6 separate regions of the Mus musculus genome follow, and all the other regions are linked to region 3. Evidence: chromatin contacts called from public Hi-C, HiChIP or PLAC-seq and promoter capture Hi-C data. All regions are on one chromosome and are shown on one strand. Each heading gives the region's core, a stretch centred on a gene start, on an enhancer-like site or on the middle of the called end of the contact. The rest is flanking DNA. Distances are from core to core; before and after follow the strand shown. Region 1 holds the start of Dnal4 (dynein, axonemal, light chain 4). Region 2 holds the start of Kdelr3 (KDEL (Lys-Asp-Glu-Leu) endoplasmic reticulum protein retention receptor 3). Region 3 holds the start of Nol12 (nucleolar protein 12). Region 4 holds the start of Ncf4 (neutrophil cytosolic factor 4). Region 5 holds the start of Tomm22 (translocase of outer mitochondrial membrane 22). Region 6 holds the start of Cbx7 (chromobox 7).

Region 1 (3,364 bases), core at 566-3,065, 840 kb after region 3:
AAACAACCTTGGATTCTGTTTTTGCTCTCACATAACACAGGGTGGCTTTGAACTCACTGAACCACTGAGCTCCTGATGACCTTGAACTTGTGATACTGCTGACACAGCCAAGCCCTTGGGTTGCAAGCATCACGACCTTGCCTGGCTTCTTGGAGCTTTCAGGGTGGCTGGCAGCACAGAGGTTGGGGAGTTGGATTGACAGGGATGGCAGCCAGGAAGCTACAGCGATCAGCCCAGAAAACAGGCCTAAGAGGCCAGAATGGTCTCAGGAATGGGGAGGGTGTGATACCCCACGGAGAGAGAATCAAGGTAACTTGATAACTTTCTCAGAGGGATGAGCCTACCAGAGCATGGAAGAAACCAGGTAGAACAGATAGGCAGGCCAGCTTGATGCTAGCAGCTGGCAAAATGCAAATGGAGACATTTAGTCAGGAGGAAAAGATGGCAGAGTCATGGATGGTTGGAAAAGGGAAGCTATGAATCCTCGTATCACTGTACCAACCTCTTTCAGTTTCCTCACTCCTGTACCCCAAGAATTCCTAGCCACAGGGGAAGAGCAGAGCCAGACAGCAGGCCTGAGGTTCATCTGCAGACAGTGGCTACTGAGTGGGATACTGCGCAGGAAAGCACTGGGCTCTTCCCAGGAGGGAAAGTGTGAGGTCATAACAGACAAAAAGAAGAAATTAGGGGGTGGAGGTCAGTTTATAAAGTGCTTGCTACAAAAGTATGAAGACCAGAGTTTTCTATCCCAGCACCCGTGTAAAGGGCTGGGTGAGGCGGCCATGCCTGTGAGCCCAGCATTGGAGAGGCAGCTGAGAGGATGGATCCTTGGAAGCTCATTAGCCATGAAGCCCAGTGGTGAGCTCCTGGCATCAAAGAGGGAGACCCTGTCTCAGACAATAAGGTGGAGAGTGATTGTGAAAGACACCGAATGTTGACTTCCAGCCTCCACATGTAACTGCACACACAGGAACGCACATACACACAGAAAAAAGACAAGTGAGCAAGTACCGTCTACACTGGACTGGACCCTTTGTACTTCATTTGCCAAAGGAGATGAACTTCAGACTATTGGCTTTATAGATGCACTGACTGGTGCCCAGAGAGATCTTAGGTAGTTCTTACCAATGGGAATCCAACTTAAGTTTGCCAAATTCTTTGCATTACATAAAAGGTTAGGAGAACACACATCCTAAGGGGCGTTGACAGTTAAGTCCCACAACATCATGCTAGGACGTCAGAGTCCAAAAGGCCTTTGCGACCATTCAACCCAATTTCGACTTTATAGATGGGAAGACTGAGTGCCCCCCGTCGGGCAATAGTCAGCCTAGAATCCCAGAGTATCGCCAAATCTCCAAACCAAGTGATCTGGGACGAGGCGATTTAGACCACCAGTCAGCAGCGAGGTGGTGCGGGGACAAAGTGCAGTGGGAGTCAAAACAGGGAGGATGCGAGGGCATGGAGCTAAACAGGACCCAAGATGAGTGAGGAGGAGCGGCCTGCAAAGTGGTGCTGGTGCGCAATGTCACTGCCAAGCTCCGTGGTCTCCTACGTGGGACAAGGGGAGGTCCTGGGCCGGGAACCGCGGGCTGGGGACCTAGGTGGGGCCTAGCGTTGGGCCAGGCCTTGTCCGCCCCGCGCATCCTCCCGCCCTCCCTCAGGGCCAGCCCTCCCCGCCGCGCTGCCCTCCGCACTCCGCGCCCTCACCTGCTCCCGCGGGGGCCGGAGCCGAGGCCACAGCCAGCGCACCCCCGCCAGGGTTGTCAAGGAGCGAGCCAGAGTGTCTTAGCAACCATCACGGAAGTCCCGTCCCGTCACCGGACGTTGACAGCAATATCACTTATTATTGGTGTAGAGAAGTGCCAATTAATTCCGAAGGGGCCTAGGAGGCCGGAGCTTACGCGAGGGGCGTGGCTTAAAGACCGAGGAGGTGGGGCTTCGCTCATAGTCGTCTTAAGCCTGCCGGAGCAGCTGCGGACAGGCAGAAGTAGTCTTTGTAGAGGAACAAACTTCTTAAAGCTGTATTGCCCTGGGAGTTTTCGACATCGAAAATGACAAATGCAGTTTGTTGGTGTCGTGACGCTGATCTGCTATTTTACGACGACCGCAGGAGCCTGATAACCACCAGAACTTAGGTAGTGTTTTAGTCCTTTACAGTGAGTGACTGTCTCATTGATTCGCAACACAGTGCTTACTGTTAACAGCATCCGTGATCCCGTCTGGGCCAATGTGTAGAACTAGAGAGACTGAAGGAAAGAATCAAGGCATAACCTCAGAGAAGGAATCCAGATCTTTCCCTTGTGCAAACCCTCCAGGGTTGCTTTGTCCCAGGGGCTGGGAGACACCTGTACCATCAGATGCAGTTGTCTGGAACCTGCTTCTGATTCTTGGAAAGAAATGACCAAAGAGTGTTAGAGCCTCTTGCTGAGGGGAAGGTGAAGAAGAAGAATGGATCAGTGGAATGCCCCATAATCTAAACATTTATTCTATGCGTATCATGCAATCATTAATGAAGCCCCACTAGCTGGTGATTCTGCGGAAGGCACAGTTCAGAAGGTATAGAGCCATGAGAAGAAATGGAATCGTTTCCGCGTGCTTCTATAGCAGAGACTGGCAGGGTACTGGCTCTTTTTAAGTGGGACAACGAGGCGGGAAGAGCCCAAGATGACCAGAATGCTAATGGGAGCGGGACAGCGGTAGCTCCAAGAGGCCTGGGTGCAGGGTCAACGTAGTAGGAGTGCAGGGTCAACATAGTAGGTCAAGTAGAGGGGAAGACAAAGAAAGAAGCAGGGCAGAAGAAAGAGAGGTTTGAAACACAAGTGGCCCCTGGTGTGAGGTGAGATAGAGTCATTGGTTGCTGGAGAGCTTTGGGGAGAGTGGTAACAAGGTCTGATCTGGGACAGTGGATTAACCTAGCTTGAGTGTACAGACCCAGAACACACACATTGGGCTTGGTTTGAGACTTGGCAGCAGGAATTCAGCTCAGCACACGACAGTTCCTAGCTAGCCTCCCTGGAAAGTTCTGACTGTCTGTGGCGAATCTTACTCAGCCTTCAAATTTCCTTAATCCTCTTTTCCAACTTTCTCCAGGAGATGAAGGGCAGCCTTTGAGGGGGATGACGCTCTCACTTCTGTCACTTACACAAACGACTCCCCCAAAGGGGTCCTTGTTTGCCATCCTCTCTTTCTCGCCTCCCATTCATTCTCCCGCCCACCACAATCTGGCTTCCACTCCCACGATGTTTCTGAAATTCCCTCTCTTGTGGTTACCAGTGACCTTCTGAGGAGCAACAGCAATTGTTAGACCATCTTCCTTCCCTGCTGGCAGCACCAACCGCAGAAACCTTCACACAGTTCTCTATCA
Region 2 (3,453 bases), core at 772-3,271, 580 kb after region 3:
CACCTGTCTGACCTCAGGGTCCATTCCCTGCCCCCTGGGCTCTAAGGCTGCACAGGGAAGGGCTGCCCAGTATGTCTAATGTGCTGCCTAGCACCCGAAATATATGCAAACCTCCCACAGATGCGCAAGCCCTTTGGCCCTCATCACAGGAACGCTCCTTGTCTGGTGTAAATTTTTGCTGACACCTGGTCATCCACCTCTCTGGGCTGAGAATTCCAACCCTATGGAGCTGGGCCTTGGGCTCTAGGCTGACACGATGTCCTGTGTGATCATCAGAAATGATAGCACCTCTCTGGGCCCTGGATTCTGTGTGTGGTGTGAGAATGGCAGTGCCCTCCCTACTTGGGCACATTGTTGAGATGGTGTCCCTCAAGCCTATACCGTGCCCGTGTTTTGTGTGTGTGCATCTGTATGTGTGTATGAGTATCTGAGTGTGTCTGTGTGTGCATCTGTCTGTGTCTGTCTGTGTGTGTCTGTGTGTCCATGTGTACGTATGTCTGTGTGAGTGTGCATTTGTCTCTGTGTGTTTTATATAAGCTTCCTCTGAGATTAAAACATTCTATCCTGCTGGGTAGCTCCTTAAGCAGGGAGGTAAACAACAACAAGAATAGTCTCAGGAACTCCCTGAAACTGAGCAGATTCCCTAGGCTCCTCCCTGCCAGAGTAAGCAGGGAGTAAGAAGACTCAGAACAAGAAGAGCAGCCTTCGAGAGATTTAGACCAACTGAGGCACCTGGGAAGGATATTCTCCAACCTGCTGAGCTGCCTGCAGGCAGTGGGAAGAGCTCCAGGTTCCCAGCTTGGTGAGCTGTCACCCATGCTGGGTGGGCTTTGGTGATGCAGCTGTCTCTGAGTCATTCCTGCTCCTGTAAGCAACCCTTCACCCATATTCCTCTAAGTAACTCCAGCAAAACTCATTAATTCATGAAGCTGGATATTGGTACTATCTGTACTTTAGGCTGTCGTGGGCTCCCTATCTGGGGTGAGCAGACAAGTGTGTTTCATCTCCCCAGGAAAGGTGTGTGTGTGTGTGTGTGTGTGTGTGTGTGTGTGTGTGTAGATTCACAGCAAGCTGCCCAGGGTCCCCCATGCTGCACCCCCCAGGCAGTGCTACTGGTCACATGCAAAGCCTCCCAGAACTGCTTTGTGCGGGGAGTAATGGTAAAGCAATGGAGGCCAGGAAAGAGTTGGCGAACACCGTAAGCAACAGATCTTCATCCTGCCGAAGCCTCTCCTGCACACAGAGGGAGCCAGACGAAGCCATTTCTTTAGGAAGAAACCAGCTACAGGAGGGAGGGGGGCTGGGATCAAGGAGAAGGCAGAAAGGCCCTTGGTTTATCGGTTCCATAGCTATAGATTAATAGACCTGTGCCCAGAGAGGATGCTTCACATAGCAATGGAGGCCTCCAGCCCACCTAAGATTCTTCCTACTCTATCCTGCCTGCCTCTATGCCGTGCTTGGAGTTTTTCCTGGTCAGTGAAGTTCTTTCCAGTGTCTTCCCACATGAAGAAGAGGGGGGCAGAAATGAAGGCGGTGGGCATCCCCAACACACTCAGCCTCTTTTACACCATTAGCATCTCCCTTGTAGTCAATACTGAAGCCCAGAAAGGGGACTCAGAGTCAGCCTCTCTCCCCACCGGAAACCATCAACAAGGTTATCTCAGAGCTAGCTCAGGTTATCTCAGAGTTTAACAGGTGATGGCTCCTTTCAGCACCACTTCCCGGGAGTTCCAACCTGGGAGGTCTTCCGCGGCTGAAAGCCTGCTTCCACCACCCAGGGCCCAACAGAGCTATGAAAGTCAGGACTTGAAGTGAGTGCCAGGCCCTGACTGTGGTTTCTGGGGATGAGAGGAACACTTGGTGCCTACGCAGGACCAGAGAGGGAGGGGCTCGGCTTGGGCCAGCAGCGGCTGTGTAAGCTGCCCCGCCTGTCGGCGTGGGGACGTGAGAAGCGCTGCTTCCTGGCTCCTGTCCCGCGCCTGGCCGCCCCGCCACGTCACCGCGCGGCCAAGGGTGCGCGCGGCGGGAGCGCGCCAGCAAGGAGGCGCGGCACCGGCCTGGGGCACCGCGAGGAGCAGGGACGGGGACGTGGCAGCGCCCCGCGCAACAGAAAGTTCCCTGGGAAGTTCTGCGCGACACGGCGCGGGAGCGGCGGGCGGGACCATGAACGTGTTCCGAATCCTCGGGGACCTGAGCCACCTCCTGGCTATGATCTTGCTCCTGGTGAAGATCTGGAGGTCCAAGAGCTGCGCCGGTGAGCGGCGCCCGGGGCGGGGCGGGACCGGACCATGGTGAGGACTTAGGCTCAGAGGGAAGCCGGGCGCGCGCGCTTCCAAAAACTTCAGCGAAGTTTTTCGACATCAGAGGATCCGGGAGATTATGAGGGAGCGTGGCTTCTGTCTCCATGAAGAGCCCTACCTCACGCTTCTCGCCCTATCCTTAACTGGGCAGCTGGCAGTATCACGGCTGCTGGGCGAGGAGTGGAGGGGGACCTTCCCCTGGGAGGAGACCATATTTGAAGTCGCCTTAGTCGTCGAGTCTTCATTCTCTCCTGCCTTTTATTTCCCCAGAGAGAGCCTTTTCCTGCCAGCTGGTGATATCAGCCTGGCCCAGGGATGTGGAGCTGGCTCTGAGTGGAAGGCGTTGGAGGGGCTCGCGATTTGTCTACAGGTCTAGCGGCCTTGCTGGGATGGGAAATATCTGGAGGCTGGGTTGATGATTTCAGTCCCCGGGTTAATAAGAAGCTGCCCATTGTCTTTCAGCCATCTCCGTTCCTAGCGTTCCCTGCCTGTCCCAGGCATGCAATTGAGTGTGAGCTCAGACTCTACCAGAGCTGGGGAGGCAGAGAGCAGCTGAGGGCTACGTGGACAGAGAGGATGGGCAGGGTATGTGCTCAAGGTACAGGGTACGGTGTTGAGAACACCCGTGCAAATACGTAGAAGCCACAGGGCATAGGGCATGTCCTGGGAAGGACACAGGAGGAAGAGGAATCCAGAAGGTAGGATGGACTAATGGTGAAAGGCTTTTTCCGGTCACATTCGGGATCCAGGATGAAGGAAACCATCGAAGAAGTAGGAGCAGAGGCAGAGGCTCAGCAGGTCTCTTGAGACTCCGGAAATGGAGGTTGAGAGCATTTTGAGATGTCACCTGGGAGGCTGATCAGGAGAGGGACTTGGTTGAGTATGGATCAGACACATTTTGGATCCAGTGGCTCTGGACTGAATTAGACGTTACCGGGGGTTTGTAGTAGTCAGTTGCCTGAGAGATCGTCTCTCACGGCCCTTCTGCTTGCTGGGCCTGTGACTTTGCTTTAGAGGTCCGGGGTAGGATTGGGGGAGTGCTTGTTACCTCCTCCCTCATCCTGTGAGGGACACTGTGCCCTGATACCCCAATGCCCTGCCTTAGGGAGCTGACCTACTGAGAGACCAGCAGAAAGCGACAGGAGGAGCAAAT
Region 3 (3,532 bases), core at 1,008-3,507:
GGGGTGGGGGTGGGAGATGCACAGGCCACAGCTTTGGCTAAGAAGGCATCCAGTGACCCACAAAGAGGAAGGAGTCTGGGAAGGGGCTGAAGACCAAAGGCGGGCTCTGACTTACTAAGTCAGACCACAGAACTTCTGTTTAGTCCACAGAGAGGAGGGGATAGCATAGCAGCGGGTGACAGCCCAGTAGCAGAAGGGAAGGCAGCTCTCAGCTCTCTAGGCTTCTTCAGGGGGCACAGTGTGGCCAGGACAGTGCCTCTACCCAGAAGGGAGATGACAAAGGATGTAGGAGGGCTTGGTTCTAGGGGAACAGAAGTGACCACTCGGAGACGCATGTGTCTAGTAACCCTTTTCTTAAGATAGGGTCTCTAGCCCAGGCTGGACTCCAATTTTCTGCGTATCAGGATGATTTCAAACTCCTGACCCTCCTGTCTCTACTTGCTAGGATAACAGGCTGTGTCACCATGCCCAGTTTGGGGACCCACACTTTTTTTTTTAATGTGTTCATTTATTATATGTGAGTACACTGTTGCTATCTTCAGACATACCAGAAAAGGGCACTAATCTCATTACAGATGGTTGTGAGCCACCATGTGGTTGCTTGGATTTGAACTCAGGATCTCCAGAAGAGTAGTCAGTGCTCTTAACCACTGAGCCATCTCTCCAGCCCCGACCCACACTTTAAAGATAACTTCTTCTCAGCATCCAGCATAGAATCTCCGAGTGGGGGACCCGTGTGGGAGGAATCAGACATTCATGGAGTGCCACACCTACGTGGAAGTGAGGCTCATTATCACAGCCTGCTTCCCACCTCTCTGAGCAGACATATTAGCTTCTGAGGGAGTGGCCAGGAAGCTGGGAAGGGAGACCAAACACCAAAGCTCAGACAATCTAGCTCACATTTGATCACTGGCACAATCCCTGCTCTCCCCCCACCCCGTTTGGCTTTGGTTTTTTGAGACAGGATTTCTCTGTGTAGCCCTGGCTGTCGTGGAACTTACTCTGTAGACCAGGCTGGCCTCGAACTCAGAGATTTCCCTCTGCACCAACTGAGTCTGGGAGAATATTGTGTTATGCACTTCTGACCCGACACACTTGTCCCACCACAGTCACGGCTCTCAGTTTGCTGCACGCAGGAGCAATATTCAGGGTCACCAGAGAATGTTCTAGAAATGGACATTCTGGGGCCCTGCCAAGTGTGTTGAACCCTGAACCCTCAATTTGGATTTCAGCAAGCCTTTAAGTGCATGCCAGAGTTCCAGGGCCACCTCTTTACAGCCTTACAAAGTCACTACAATGATCTCTATTTTATAAATAGGAAAGTGAGACACAAAGAAAAAGGCAATTTGGGGGCTGGAGAGATGACTCCAATGGTTAACAGTGCCTACTTGTCTTATAGAGGACCAAGGTTTGATTCTCAGTACCCACATGACTCACACACCATCTGTAACTCTAAGATTTATTTATTTATTATATGTAAGTCACTGTAGCTGTCTTCAGACACACCAGAAGAGGGAGTCAGATCTCATTAGGGATGGTTGTAAGCCACCATGTGGTTGCTGGGATTTGAACTCAGGACCTTCGGAAGCAGTCGGGTGCTCTTACCTGCTGAGCCATCTCACCAGCCCCCATCTGTAACTCTAGTTGCAGGGGATTTCATACCGTCTTCTGGCCTTGTAGGTCCTCATACAGTAGACCTAAACTCACTTAGGCACAGTATTTTTTTAATCTTACTTATTTATTTATAGACAGGGTCTCTTTATTGTCTAGCTCTGCTCTGGTTGTCCTGGAACTCACTGTGTAGCTTAGGCTGACTTTGATCCACCTGCCTCTGCCTCTCAGGTACTGGGATAAAGATGTATGCCACCTCCCCTAGCCCATAATTTATGATTTAATCTTTTTTTTTTAAAGGGGGGCAATTGCTTTTGAGTCACATACTTTGTAAAGGAATACCAGTGTTTGCATCTAGGCAGTTTCCCTCGCTCAAGGAAATCATGAAAGAGTTGACATCTGAATTCAATTAAGTTCAGTAATTCTTAGCGGTTTATAAATAACTCCAGATTGAGCGCTTGTTCGAGGCAGGTCAGATGATGGAATCGGGGAGCCTAGTTCTCACCGAAGCCATTCTGGGAGGATTGTTCAGAAGACCTGAACCAAAGCTGAGGCAGGACGGGAGGCTCCTTTAAAAGGTGGAGCCAAATCTGCGGAACTGTGGAACAAGGCCACGAAGAGCGCCCTACCGGAAATCTGAAACTGCTACACCCGGAAGTGTTTTAAAGTCAGAAGCGGCCACGCTGCCGGAAGCTTCACTGCAATGGGCCGCAACAAGAAGAAGAAGAAAAGAGATGGAGACGACCGGCGGCCCCGGCTCGTTCTCAACTTTGATGAAGAGAAGCGGCGGTGAGTGGCAGGGTGGAAAGAGACTCCCGTCGGGCTGCCGGGGGAAGCGCGCCAGGCACAGGGCGCGCACGCCCACGCGGAGGGTTCTTCCGGCCCCGCCCCTGGATGTAGCTGGAGCTCGCCTTCCTCTTTCCCCACCTCGGGGGATGGAGTCGCCCGCTCCTCCCTCGCTGTTTACGGCTCTCAGCGCTGCGCCTTGGACCACCGGAGTGCCGCGCCGTCTATTGTCACAGCCCATAGCTGGCTCCCAGTCGTTGTTGACGAAGGACGAGCCGATGGGATGAGAGAGGTTTAGTTCATTGATTCACGCACCAGACTGCGTGCCAGCCAAGCCTGAGACCAGAGGCTGAACTGCTTTTTAGTGTCACCGTAAATAGCACCTTGTGGTCTGATGGCTCTCAACCTGTGGGTCGCGACCCCCTTAAACCCATCGGAAAAGAGATAATATTTACATTACGATCCATAACAGTAGCAAAATACAGTTAAAACCCCTGGTGTAGTGTACCAACGGAAACCGTAATTGCAAAGCCTGGTAGTGCAGACCTATAATCCTAGCCATCCCGGATGCTGAGGCAGGAGGATTGCAAAGTAAAACCCTGTGCGGGAAAGTTCAAGAACGGTATGGGCATTTGGACAATTTGTCCCTGTCTCCAAGACAATATAAACGAATTAATTTATTAGACCATTTGCCTAGCTCGAATAAGGTACTAAGCGTAATTAACTTCCAATACAGCAAACTCAGGAACAGCAGAGATTAGACAGGAAGAAGGAAGCACGAGTCAGGAAGGTGGGGGCACTCCTAGGACCCGCCACACAGGACCCAGGTGGGTTCAGGAGTCAGGTGGCCTTGAGGACTGGTTGTTGGTTGGTTCAGTGAAAGAGTTTTGGGGTCTGGGTGAAGGCATTATTAGAAAGCCTTACTAGAAGTGACTCCTATGAAATAAAGTTTGCCAGTGTGGGAACAGTGACCACCAGCTCTGTGTATTGACCACCTGGCCTTTTGTGTACTTAGCAAGGGGCAGGAAGGCCAGGTGAGCTAGGTGACGTTTGGTTAGTGATGGAGCGCGTACTGAGACTATAGCTTCCAGCATAGGTGTGTGGTAGGTTATACCACCCAGGATTATTATGTAAG
Region 4 (3,623 bases), core at 679-3,178, 690 kb before region 3:
CCCCTGGTTGTTTCCTCCAAAAGCTGGGACGCCTGAGCCCCGAGGCCCAGCCAGAGCCTCTGAATCATGTCTAGCTCCTCAGGTGTGAATTCTTCTGAAGTCCAAGGCGCCTGGATTTGCAGTTTTGTGTAGTGCTGACTCCGAACTGCTTCCTCAGCACAGTTCAGAGCCAGCTTTTCTCTGGATTTCACACCAGTGGGGGCTTCAGGCTCGAGGCTCCCTCTGTCTACCCGTGGCTGGAGAACTTCCTTCGCTTCCTCGGGCACCCAGGCCAATGGCTGAGAAACCCTCTTCGGTGTTTGCTGTGATATCCAGCTTCACATGAGAGCTCAAGGTGGACTTCCTGCCAGCAGTGGGACATGTGACCTGCATCTGGTCTCTGGCCAGTCACTGGAGCCTCATCTTTAGTAACACATGTGTTTGCCGTTCCCTAGGCCTGGGTATCAGTCTCCATCCTCAGTCATGGGTACAATTCCTGCTCGTCTTAGACCTCTCAGATCACCTTTCCTTGTCTTGAGCAGGGATTTGTATGCTTAAAAGAGCTAACTCTGTGAACTGCGGTACTTCTGTGTGCTGGGAGTAGGTCAGACCGTCCATTCTACGTTCCTCTACCACCCTGATCTATCTGTGCAGTGCAAAGGCCTTGATGAACATGCAGTCACTGGTGGAGTGTCCCTCTCCCACTTTCCTGTCCCCTCCTGTGACTTTCTTCATCCTCGTTTCTGTCTCCCCAGGAGCCCATGCCCTGCCTGGCCACGGGGAGGGCAGTTCTCACTGGGCAGACTCTATCCTGGGAGCTCTAGGTTCATCCTCTCTGGGCTGGGTCAGGGCCAGAAGATCCCTTCAGGGTGACAGGATGGAGGGGGGACATTTTAAAGTAAGGATCCTAAAACATTCTATATTCTTGGAGCCAGATCCTGAGGAGTCTGAGACTGCTTCCAATCCAGCCCCATTTAAGGTGAGAAACATAGGCCGTTCCAGATTCCTCAGGGGGAAAGCCCTGTCCCCACAGCCACGTTCCAAAGTTGGGGAGATAGGAGCCTGATTCAGGCAGGCTGGGCAGGCTGCCATCTCTCCTTCTGTCTTAGCATACCATCAAGTGGAGCTGGGGGTTGGGGGACATTCTCTGGGCTGCTGGGCCCATCCTCACTGTAGGCTTTGGAGAGCTCCCTACAGAACCAAGCATTAGAAGGAGCTGACGAAGAACTTCCTCCTTCTGCTCACATAATCTGGGTGTCCGCAGCGTAGTGCTGGCCTGGAAGAAGCCTAACACACAAACACACGTTTGGAACACACTGGGGTAGGGAACCCCGCTGGTGAGAGCTTGCCGCAGGAAAAGCCCGGAGAGTGGCAGGGAGGGTCTGGTGAGGACAGGTTTGTTTCTTAGAGGGCAGCTTCTGAGCTGAGACCTACAGGAGATAGGAGAGGAGCATTGGGAATGTGGTGGCAATGAGGGAAGAGAGATTGGGAGAGCAGGCAGCCCACGGGGCCTTGGGGATTCTGAAGCCAGCAGCGGGGGCTTGGGGCTTTTCTGAGAGCTGAGTAGGGAGGTGGAGGCAGATTGTAAGGAGAGCCTCTGTGTGGATGGAAGCTCTGGGAGAGCTGAATGTGGTATCTCAGAGCCCAGAGCCCCAGATGGGGCATAAAACAATGACTTCCTAGTATAAGAGGGAGGGGGACCAGGAGAGCTTCCTGGAAAAAGCACTATCTCCACCAGACCTTAGGAATGAATGGCAGGTCTTGGATGCTTGAGAAAGGGATTCAGGAAGAAGCCTGAGGAGGAAGTCCACAAGTGTCCTTGATGGACTACCCAGGGCTAAAACTGCTCTATGGTGGGTGGAGCTCAGCACCAGAGACAGGCACTGAGGAAATCCCCAAAGCCAGTGGCCTCACGCAAGCCCAGCACCCAAGGGTGCCACTTCCTCAACTGCTGTGCAGCTGGGAAGTGGCTGAGAAGACGTGTGAGGGCCAGGCAGCTCAAAGCCTGAAGGAGGTACTTCAAGGAGGGTCCAGAGAAGCTGGGCAGGGCGGGACCTCCTCAAAGGCTGCCCCTGGGGACACCCCAAGCTTCAGGAAGCTCTCAGATGCACATAGGAGGAAGTGAGAGGTGAACTCGGCCTGGATCTGGTTGGGCAAGGCCCCCATCCATCTGCTTTTCTGACTACCCACAGCCATGGCCCTGGCCCAGCAGCTGCGATCAGAGAGGTGAGAGTGTGCCTCTATTCCCTGCCAGGCTTTCTCAATGATCCCAATAGGCCTGGGGGGTGGGTATGGGGAAGTAAGAGGCTGTCCCTCCTGTCACCTGATATCAGTGGATCAGCACAGAGTCAAATTTGAAGGTCTTGCTGAATGATACTGCAGGAGCTGCATGCTCCAGCAGATGTTTCTAGAACCTTGACTTAGTAGGTCGGCAGTGTTATGCACCAGTAAGAAGCCTAAGGCTCAGAATGGGGAGTGGCTTGGATGTGGCCAAGGACCACAGGGTGAGTGGGTGGCAGAGCCTGGGAGCAGAGGTGTCCTGGGTGCTAGGCTTGGGTTCTGGGTTCCTGGTTCCACACTGCAATCAGGAGCGGCTCTTCCATCTGCCCTTCAGACTGAAACTGGCCTCTGCGTTTTCCTATCTTTAGGTTCAGATAGCCCAGGCTCTGCCGTCTGACCCCTCACTCCACTTCCTTGTCCTGAACAGGTCTTAGATGCTTGGCACAATGTTGGGGGCCGGGTCTTTGCTCTGCCTGCTCTGAGGGTGTTTTAGTTTTTTGGATCACAGTTGTGTCTCTGGGAGGCCGAACAGCCCTGGGACACACTGAGAGCTCACTACATCTGCTAAGAGCTCAAAAATGACCCAGATCTATCTTGGACAATGCTGACATTATACAGGTAGGGACAAGGAGACCTGATGGCCCCAAGCCCGGCCACCTCATTCAGTCAGCACTTGCTCAGTGTCTCTTATGGAGACAGCCCTGTGTTCCCATCTGCATGTGGAGACCCAAATGACAGAACCGTCCCCTGGATCAAGCAGAAAGCAACGTTAGGAAGCCAAGTGTCCATGTGAACTGCTTGAGAGTCACCAGAACAGGTCTGACTGACAAGACCCAGGTGTGAGCAAAGCACTCGTGGGATCTGGAAAAGGGGATGGGATTCCTGTAGGTCAAAGGTCAGAGGAGGTTTGTCTGTAACAAGAGTTAGTGTTGGGTGGGGGTCCTTCCATAGCTATAGAGAGTGTTACTGGGGTGCTAAGTAAGGCTGCATAATATGACTCCAGCCTTTCTCACCCCCAAGTTCTCCTAGGAGACTGACAGACATGCAAACTTGAATCTTCTAGAAACTGTAGCCACTAGAAGCTTGGGTCCCTTCTTGTTTCTTGGGGTGCAGAGTTCAGATGGTGCCTGTAAGGACTATCAGGGCTCAGTGTTTCCTCCGCCCACTCTGCCCTTTCCACAGCTGTTCCCCCGCCCTCTGAGGGGGGTGGCTCTCCTCCTCTGCCCCTGATAGGACCATGGACCCAGGTCCTAGGGCCATCAGACCCAGTATCTCCAGCGTCCTCTTTGAGAACCAGTCCGGCAGAGATACAGACGAGGAGATATCATATATAGTGTCTCTTCCAGGGCAGCTGCAGAGTTTAG
Region 5 (3,782 bases), core at 66-2,565, 740 kb after region 3:
ACTTTGGAGGGAGAGGCAGGTGAATTTCTGTGCGTTGAATGTTTTCATAGAGAGTTCCAGGACAGCCAAGCCTGGAACTTAAAAAAAAAAAAAGTAATAATAATAGATCATGTTTGTGGCTCAGTTGGTAGAATAAAGGCCTGGTTTTGATTCCTGTGTGGTGACACACCTGTGGCCTTAGTTCGAGGTGGAGGCAGGAGGATCAGAAACTCAAGGTCATCCACAAAATGAGTTCAAGGCTAGCCTGGGCTACATGAAACCGTGCTTTTAATGTGTGTGTGGGCCCAGGGGTGGGGGGGAATGAAATGAATAAGTGGTTTAAAGATGCTTGCTGCTGCAGGGTGTGGTGGCCCACGCCTTTAATCCTAGCACTCGGGAGGCAGCGGCAGGCAGATTTCTGAGTTTGAGGCCAGTCTGGTCTACAAAGGACAGCCAGGGCTACACAGAGAAACCCTGTCTTGAAAAAAAAACCCAAAAAAATGCTTGCTGCTGAGTGTGAATTTGATCCCCAGGCCCCACGTGGTGGAAGAAAAGTGTTGTGAATATTCACCAGAGAAGACCGAGTAGACATGGGCTTTAAGCCATAGAAAATCTTTATTAGCCAGTGTTTAGGATCTCAGTATAGCCTAGCAAGCCTTTCTCAGAGTGAGCTTTTAAGCACACACTCGCACATACACACACACAACAAAAAACACGGAGTCAGTTGTGCTAAGGTCTGGGGCCCTGTTACAGAGAGGATCAACTGCAAGTGTCCTCTGACCTCCATAAGTACACATATTGCTCACTTGTGGTGGTGCACGCCTTTAATCCCCGTACTCGGGAGGCAGTAGCAAGTGGATCTCTGAGTCTACAGAGAGTTCCAGGACAGCCCAGGGCTATACAGAGAAACCTGGTCTCAAAAATTAAGCCGGGCGTGGTGGCGCAGGCCTTTAATCCCAGCACTCGGGAGGCAGAGGCAGTCGGATTTCTGAGTTCAAGGCCAGCCTGGTCTACAGAGTGAGTTCCAGGACAGCCAGGGCTACACAGAGAAACCCTGTCTCGAAAAACCAAAAAAAAAAAAAAAAAAAAATTAAATAAACAAAAACCAGATCTCTCTAAAATATGCAGTTTCGGAGCCAAGCCCAGACCCAACGGCACAGAATAGCTGAGAAGCACCCGCATCTCTCCCTGAACATACTCTTACAGTCAGTTGAAATTAAGAGGCTGGCGACACCAAGGGGGCGAGCTGGAGGAGACGCCAACGCTTTCTCTCTAGCCAGCCCGGCTCGCTTCCGGAAGACGCTCTGTCCAGGGGTGGGCCGCTTCGCCTGCTCTCTTCCGCTTCCGGTGTCCTACAGCCATGGCCGCCGCCGTCGCTGCAGCCGGCGCTGGGGAGCCTCTGTCCCCCGAGGAATTACTCCCGAAAGCCGAGGCAGAGAAAGCCGAGGAGGAGCTGGAAGAAGACGACGACGACGAGGTGCTAGGGCTGGCGGGGAGCGGGGCGAGGGCGGGCGGTTGGGGCGTGGACGCCGCGAGCCGAGAGGGCGGCTTCTCCGCGCGGCACGGAAGGGCCAGGCCCGGGGCTCGGCGGTTGCGGTGCTGCTGCCGCTTCACCGACGACCCACGCCTCCTCCACCACAGCTAGACGAGACCCTGTCGGAGAGACTCTGGGGTCTGACGGAGATGTTTCCCGAGAGGGTCCGGTCAGCCGCCGGAGCCACCTTTGACCTCTCGCTCTTCGTGGCTCAGAAGATGTACAGGTAAAAGGGCCGACGGAGAGCCACCGGGAGCGGGCATGGACGGGTGACGGGTGCTGTCAAAGGACAGCGGGCCTCGGGAGTCGCAGAGCAGAGTTTGAGTGACCTTGGATTCATTGTCATACCCCGAGTGTGGTTGGTCTTCTGCAGAAGGGAGTTCTTTTTTTTTTTTTAAAGATTTATTTATTTATTTATTATATGTAAGTACATTGTAGCTGTCTTCAGACACTCCAGAAGAGGGGGTCAGATCTTGTTACGGATGGTTGTGAGCCACCATGTGGTTGCTGGGATTTGAACTCTGCACCTTCGGAAGAGCAGTCGGGTGCTCTAACCCACTGAGCCATCTCACCAGCCCCAGAAGGGAGTTCTTAACCTGGCGGGGTCGTTATGAGACTAAGGTTACGTATATACGAGGCTTATAAGAATGCACTGTATCGCTAGGTAATTACTGCTCCTCTTGCCTCTGCCAGGACTCTGGGGGCAAGGAATTGGTAGGGTACGCTTTTAGAAGATCGAGGGCGGTACTGCACGTCCTGTTCCAGGTTCGGTCCTAGCCGGAGTGCCGGCTTTCCTTTTCATGACGCCTCATCCACTCTTTCCCTCTGCAGATTTTCCAGGGCAGCTTTGTGGATTGGGACCACTTCCTTCATGATCCTGGTTCTTCCCGTTGTCTTTGAGACAGAAAAGTTGCAGATGGAGCAACAGCAGCAACTGCAGCAACGGCAGGTGAGCACATGTTCTTCTTGGCGGTGGGCCAACCGCAGAGCCCCAGGAGATTGGCACTTAACCCCAAGTGGGAGCAGGTCCCTGTACTTTCAGGTACTTGGCAGTGTAGAATTTGCCTGCCCCTCATGTGTGACAGAAGGGACCGACGACTGGAACTATGCAGTATCTTAACAGTCTTTTTTTTTTTTTTTTTCTTTTCCAGATACTTTTAGGGCCTAACACAGGGCTGTCAGGAGGAATGCCAGGGGCTCTACCTCCACTTCCTGGAAAGATGTAGATTCTTCCTTCGGTATTTGTCCTTGTGGGAGAACTTTGAAATTCATTTGTGTTTGAACTGCTGATTGTTGGAACTTTTTATTCTTTTTTTTAACCTTGGCACATGGATCTATTTGAACATAGTGGGAACTTTCTCTGTTTCTCATGGAGAGACCCCAGGTACACCTGTGCCCTACATAATGAAGTCCCTCACTTACTTCTTCCTGTTCTCACTCCAATGCTGGAGTACAGCCATGTGGAAGGTTAGCCTACTCTCTAATAAACTGCTCCTAAGGAAGTTCTTACATGCCCATTGTGGGAAAGAAGTAAGTACCCCTGACCATAAGGACTTTTTTTTAATGGAAATGTCTAGGACATGTAAGCACCGTGGCACTGACAAAATTCATTATACCTGAGTACAGAAGTCACCAGGAATCCCAGAGAGAAGGGAGGCTGGCTGTAGCTTTAGCCAGAGGGGGACTGGGCAGAGCAGGCACTCATTTCCTCTGCAGAGTTTGGCTCTTAGACCTGCTTATGTATAAAAAAGAAGTCAGCGCTCACTTTTTGTATTTAAATATTAAAAGAACTCGAACTGAAAGTGTTATTGCTGTGTTTGTGGTAGTATTTCACACCTAGGTTGTTTTAGAAAGCCAGGAACACTGCCTGCCAAATTTCCTCTGGCTTCAGCCAGCATCTGTTTCAACCTCATTTCATAGACCAGTCTGACCTCAAAAAGCTTTCTCTTCTTTTCCTTGTGTGTGTGGTATGTTTTTTGTTTGTTTTATTTTTTTTTTTTTTTCAAGACTGTTTCTTTGTGTAGCCTTGGCTATCCTGGAACTTAATTTGTAGACTAGAGCTGGCTGAGAACTCAGACCTGCCTACCTCTGCTTTCCAGGTGCTAGGATTAAGGGCAGGAGTCACCAATTCCTGTTTAGTGAAGTTTCCAAAAAGGAAAGAGAACATTTATTATTGAACATAGTAGTGATTATTGCCTCAAATTCAAGACTCCCTCCACAGAAAGTGCAGGCCAGACTCTGGATATGCAGACTATACTGTATTTATAAC
Region 6 (3,283 bases), core at 720-3,219, 1.0 Mb after region 3:
CCACCTGCGGGACAATAGGACCCTCTGCCACAACACAGTATCACCAACCTGTGAACCTCAAGATTGTCAACCTGGAGTCAATACCCCCCAAAACTCTGGCTACCATGCGACATCCCTACAGGCCTCCTTGCTGCCCCACGGGAGTATTATCTGGTCCCAGACATCCCTGGAATCCTAGAGAAACTGAGACCACATGGGACTGTGCATGTAGAGCCTTGTGCGGTGGCTGAAGGACCACCATGCCAGGACCATGATTCCTCACTTTCAAAAAAAAAAAAAAAAAGCCTCAGGTAGAGGCAGCCCAGCAGGCCCTCCACTTGTTAGAAATTGGAGCCTCAAGGGAAAGGGGTCTCTAAGTGTCTCATCCAGCACCATGCACTGGATGAAATATCAACATGGGAGAGCTTTGAGTTCCTCTTCTCTGATCCACCTTGCCAAAGAGTCCCCCCCAGCACCACGCAGTGGACAGCTCTTTATGAAAAGCCTTTGTCCACCAAAGGCATCCACCTTTCCTTTCTCCTGCATCCTTCGTTCATCCTGCATCCTTGTCCTCTGCCAGAAAGCCAGTTCTGAGAGAGAAAAGGGAGCCTTGAGCTCTAGAGTACACTGCCGCCTCGGTAGAGATTTGGGAGTGCTGAGTTGAGCGAATGAGTCCCCTGTCTGACCCACCTCTCTGTTCCTTGTTAGAGGAGATGATGTCTATACCCGCTTCAGTCTAGTACCGAGAAACAGCAAGGAAAGAAAGCAGCCCTAATCAATAGATCGCCAAGCTCCAAGCCACCTACCTTGGGCCCACCGGAACCCGTGCTGAGGATGCTACAGCAGACACTCTCATGCCTGCACTTAAGCCAAATGGAAAAAAGGTGGCTTCAGGAGCCTCCGAAACAGATGGCAAGGAGAAAAGGAGAGGGGACCCTCCCTTAGATCCAGGACAGGAACTCTTTTCATTGCATATGGCCAGCTCCAAGTTCACTCTGGGAAGAGCCCATCAGCAAGCACGTGCACAAAGATCGCAGACTTGAGGTCTGGACAGGAAACTGCAGGTTGAGGTGTGCGGCCCTAAGCGCGGCAAAACCACCTCCTTAAATCTCAGGGTGTGTGTGTGTGTGTGTGTGTGTGTGTGTGTGTGTGTGTGTGTGTGTGTGTGTGTGTGTAAGTGTAAGGCCTTGGCAGAGGTGGGAGGAGCTTTGAGGATGTCCCAACAACAGTGGCCCAGGCTTCAGGGCAGCAGCACCCGGCTGGAAGGTTGGGGGAGGGGAGGAATGGGAGCGGAGAAGAAAGGTGTGCCCTGGGGGGTTGGGATCGGGAAGGTCAAAGTCCAATAAGAAAACTTCAGAGGCCACAGGAGACTTTCCTAAAGCTCTGCGGCCAACTTCAAAGGACTTGGTACTAAATATCCAGAGAGCCGAGTTCGAGACTCACTTTGACTCTAACGCACTGGCAAGTTGCTTCATCAACTTGAGCTTTAGTCTCCTCGAAAGTGAGCGTAAAGGGAACGAGACGGAATAGAACTCAGGATCTCTAGTCCTATCTTCATCTCCATCCCAGGTGGCCTCGGATGCACCAACATCCGAGGGCAACAACTTTAACTCTACTGGCCCTACATAGTGGTGGGGAAAGTGAGGAACAGGATGTGGAGACCCGCCAGGCAGCCCAGGGTCCCCAGGTCACCCCTGCACCACTTTCTGCTCTGCCCAACCTGGAGTGGGCGGTGCTGAGGAGCGGGAGGCAACCTCGCCCTGTCCCGGGAGCCGCCCCCGAGCAGCCTCACCTTCCGCACGCGCTTCTTCCGGATGCTCTCCACCGCAAACACCTGCTCGCCTATGGCTGACAGCTCCATGCGGGGCGGCGGGCGAGTGGGCCCAGGACCGGACCGGGCTGGGCCGGGGGTGGAGCTGCGGGGCCGCGGCGGCTGCGCGCGATGCTCGGGACGGCGGGGACCCCGTCAGGCTCGTCCGGGCGCGCACGCGCACGCGCGCACACCCCCTAGTGTTCCCTCACGCCGCCGACGTTCCATTTTTGAACCTGCGCAACGTTTTCCCCAGCGCCAGAGAGCGGGTGCGCGCGCGCGTGCCTCTGAAAGCGCCCAGAGGGTCAGCTCCGCCCCCTCGCTGCCGGAGCCACGCCCTACTCCTTAACCCCGCCTGCTGACCAAATTGGGCAGCTGGCAGCAGGTCTGATGCTCCTGGCAGTCTAAGGTCCATCCCATCTCTCAGTTCGGCTTCTGGGCTGGACGTGATCAGTCTTCCCAAGTCCCCCTAAAGACTGAGAAGGTCCGAAATGAAGTGGCCTTAAAGCCGAGATTAGCAAGCAAGTAATCTCAGTATTTAGACAGCTGAGGCAGGAAGATCAGGAGTTCAAGGCCAACCTTAGCTATGTAAGACCCTGTCACAAATAAATACATTGAAACAAGGATTGGAGAGATAGCACTTCTGCTCTTTCAGAGGACCTGGGTTGGTTCCCACCTCCAACATTATGGTTCACAACTGTGGCTCCATGGAATTCCATACTATCCTCTGATGTACTCATACACAGTGTGCACATACGTACACGCAGGCTAACAACCACTCATACACATAAGTATTTATTCAGAAATAAGACAAAACCTTTAAAGTTGGAGGTAGTACTTTATGCCTTTAATCCCAGCACTCGGGAGGTAGAGCCAGGCATATCATTATGAGTTCGAGGCCACTTTGTTCAAAACAGTGAATTTTAGGACAGCCAGTTTCCTTTCCTACAAAGGAGACAAGGTCCGGCCGGGTCCGCGCGGCAGGAGGGACAGACAGCAAAGCTTTCCACCCGGAGTACGTAGTCTAAGCAGGCCTGAACAGGTGCCTCTGAGTCCCCCGCTCCAAGCACGCTTCCACCCATCAACCCAAACCAGTCTTAGTAGGTGATGCGAAAACGCACCGCGAGCGCCCTTCCCTGAGGGACCAGGCTAGGCGCTGCTAACACCTCGTCGCAGGTGGAGACCCACTTTTGCCGTCTGCAGATCCCACAACAGCCTGGACTCCAGTGGTTTTTCCACCTCGCCCTTGGTTTGCTGACCGTTTGCCTCAACTAAATGTGGAAGGAAAAAAGTCCTCACCCCGGAGCCAGCACCAAGCCTTTTCAGTTTTCGGCATTGTTGAGGACAGGTCCGAGTCGTCCCCAACTCCTCCCATTTCCTCCTAATTCCTGCTGTTCTGACCTTCTGGAGGAGACTCAGGGCTTCCCCCTCAACATCACCACCCCCCACAGCCTGGATTCTTAGCAACAATCCCCTCCCCCACGGGGCCCAGTG

The links. Promoter capture Hi-C pulls out the DNA fragments that hold promoters and counts their contacts. A called contact is a pair of places that touch in the nucleus more often than the background predicts. HiChIP or PLAC-seq counts read pairs in DNA pulled down with a chosen protein or histone mark.
Region 1: a contact with region 3 is called in an H3K27ac HiChIP or PLAC-seq map of microglia, with 7 times the contacts expected there. The contact joins the promoter of Dnal4 here to the promoter of Nol12 in region 3. A contact is called at or near these places in 1 of 39 promoter capture datasets (liver) and 3 of 115 datasets of contacts at active chromatin or transcription factors (bone marrow-derived macrophages, microglia and pancreatic cancer cells).
Region 2: a promoter capture Hi-C map of liver shows a contact between it and region 3, with 3 times the contacts expected there. The contact joins the promoter of Kdelr3 here to the promoter of Nol12 in region 3. A contact is called at or near these places in 3 of 39 promoter capture datasets (cranial neural crest, embryonic stem cells and liver), 1 of 484 Hi-C or Micro-C datasets (cerebral cortex) and 1 of 115 datasets of contacts at active chromatin or transcription factors (pancreatic cancer cells).
Region 4: a promoter capture Hi-C map of pre-B cells shows a contact between it and region 3, with 5 times the contacts expected there. The contact joins the promoter of Ncf4 here to the promoter of Nol12 in region 3. A contact is called at or near these places in 1 of 39 promoter capture datasets (pre-B cells) and 1 of 115 datasets of contacts at active chromatin or transcription factors (microglia).
Region 5: a promoter capture Hi-C map of liver shows a contact between it and region 3, with 5 times the contacts expected there. The contact joins the promoter of Tomm22 here to the promoter of Nol12 in region 3. A contact is called at or near these places in 2 of 39 promoter capture datasets (hippocampal neurons and liver) and 1 of 115 datasets of contacts at active chromatin or transcription factors (pancreatic cancer cells).
Region 6: a Hi-C map of B cells shows a contact between it and region 3, with 7 read pairs. The contact joins the promoter of Cbx7 here to the promoter of Nol12 in region 3. A contact is called at or near these places in 1 of 484 Hi-C or Micro-C datasets (B cells) and 1 of 115 datasets of contacts at active chromatin or transcription factors (bone marrow-derived macrophages).

The regions. Positions count from the first base shown.
Region 1 is chr15:79,772,652-79,776,015 of GRCm38.p6, forward strand. It overlaps Dnal4 (dynein, axonemal, light chain 4), which reads right to left and starts at 1,816. Exons shown (of 4, transcript NM_017470.2): 1 at 1,708-1,816. It overlaps Gm30977 (a long non-coding RNA gene), which reads left to right and starts at 1,877. Exons shown (of 4, transcript XR_875488.3): 1 at 1,877-2,135.
Region 2 is chr15:79,514,387-79,517,839 of GRCm38.p6, forward strand. It overlaps Kdelr3 (KDEL (Lys-Asp-Glu-Leu) endoplasmic reticulum protein retention receptor 3), which reads left to right and starts at 2,022. Exons shown (of 5, transcript NM_134090.2): 1 at 2,022-2,254. The coding sequence starts at 2,164.
Region 3 is chr15:78,932,676-78,936,207 of GRCm38.p6, forward strand. It overlaps Nol12 (nucleolar protein 12), which reads left to right and starts at 2,258. Exons shown (of 6, transcript NM_133800.3): 1 at 2,258-2,400. The coding sequence starts at 2,315.
Region 4 is chr15:78,242,883-78,246,505 of GRCm38.p6, forward strand. Ncf4 (neutrophil cytosolic factor 4) reads left to right here and starts at 1,929. Exons shown (of 10, transcript NM_008677.2): 1 at 1,929-2,205. The coding sequence starts at 2,174.
Region 5 is chr15:79,669,553-79,673,334 of GRCm38.p6, forward strand. Tomm22 (translocase of outer mitochondrial membrane 22) reads left to right here and starts at 1,316. Exons shown (of 4, transcript NM_172609.3): 1 at 1,316-1,456; 2 at 1,621-1,739; 3 at 2,345-2,462; 4 at 2,665-3,310. The coding sequence starts at 1,340. The coding sequence ends at 2,739.
Region 6 is chr15:79,930,677-79,933,959 of GRCm38.p6, forward strand. Cbx7 (chromobox 7) reads right to left here and starts at 1,970. Exons shown (of 7, transcript NM_144811.3): 1 at 1,772-1,970. The coding sequence starts at 1,840.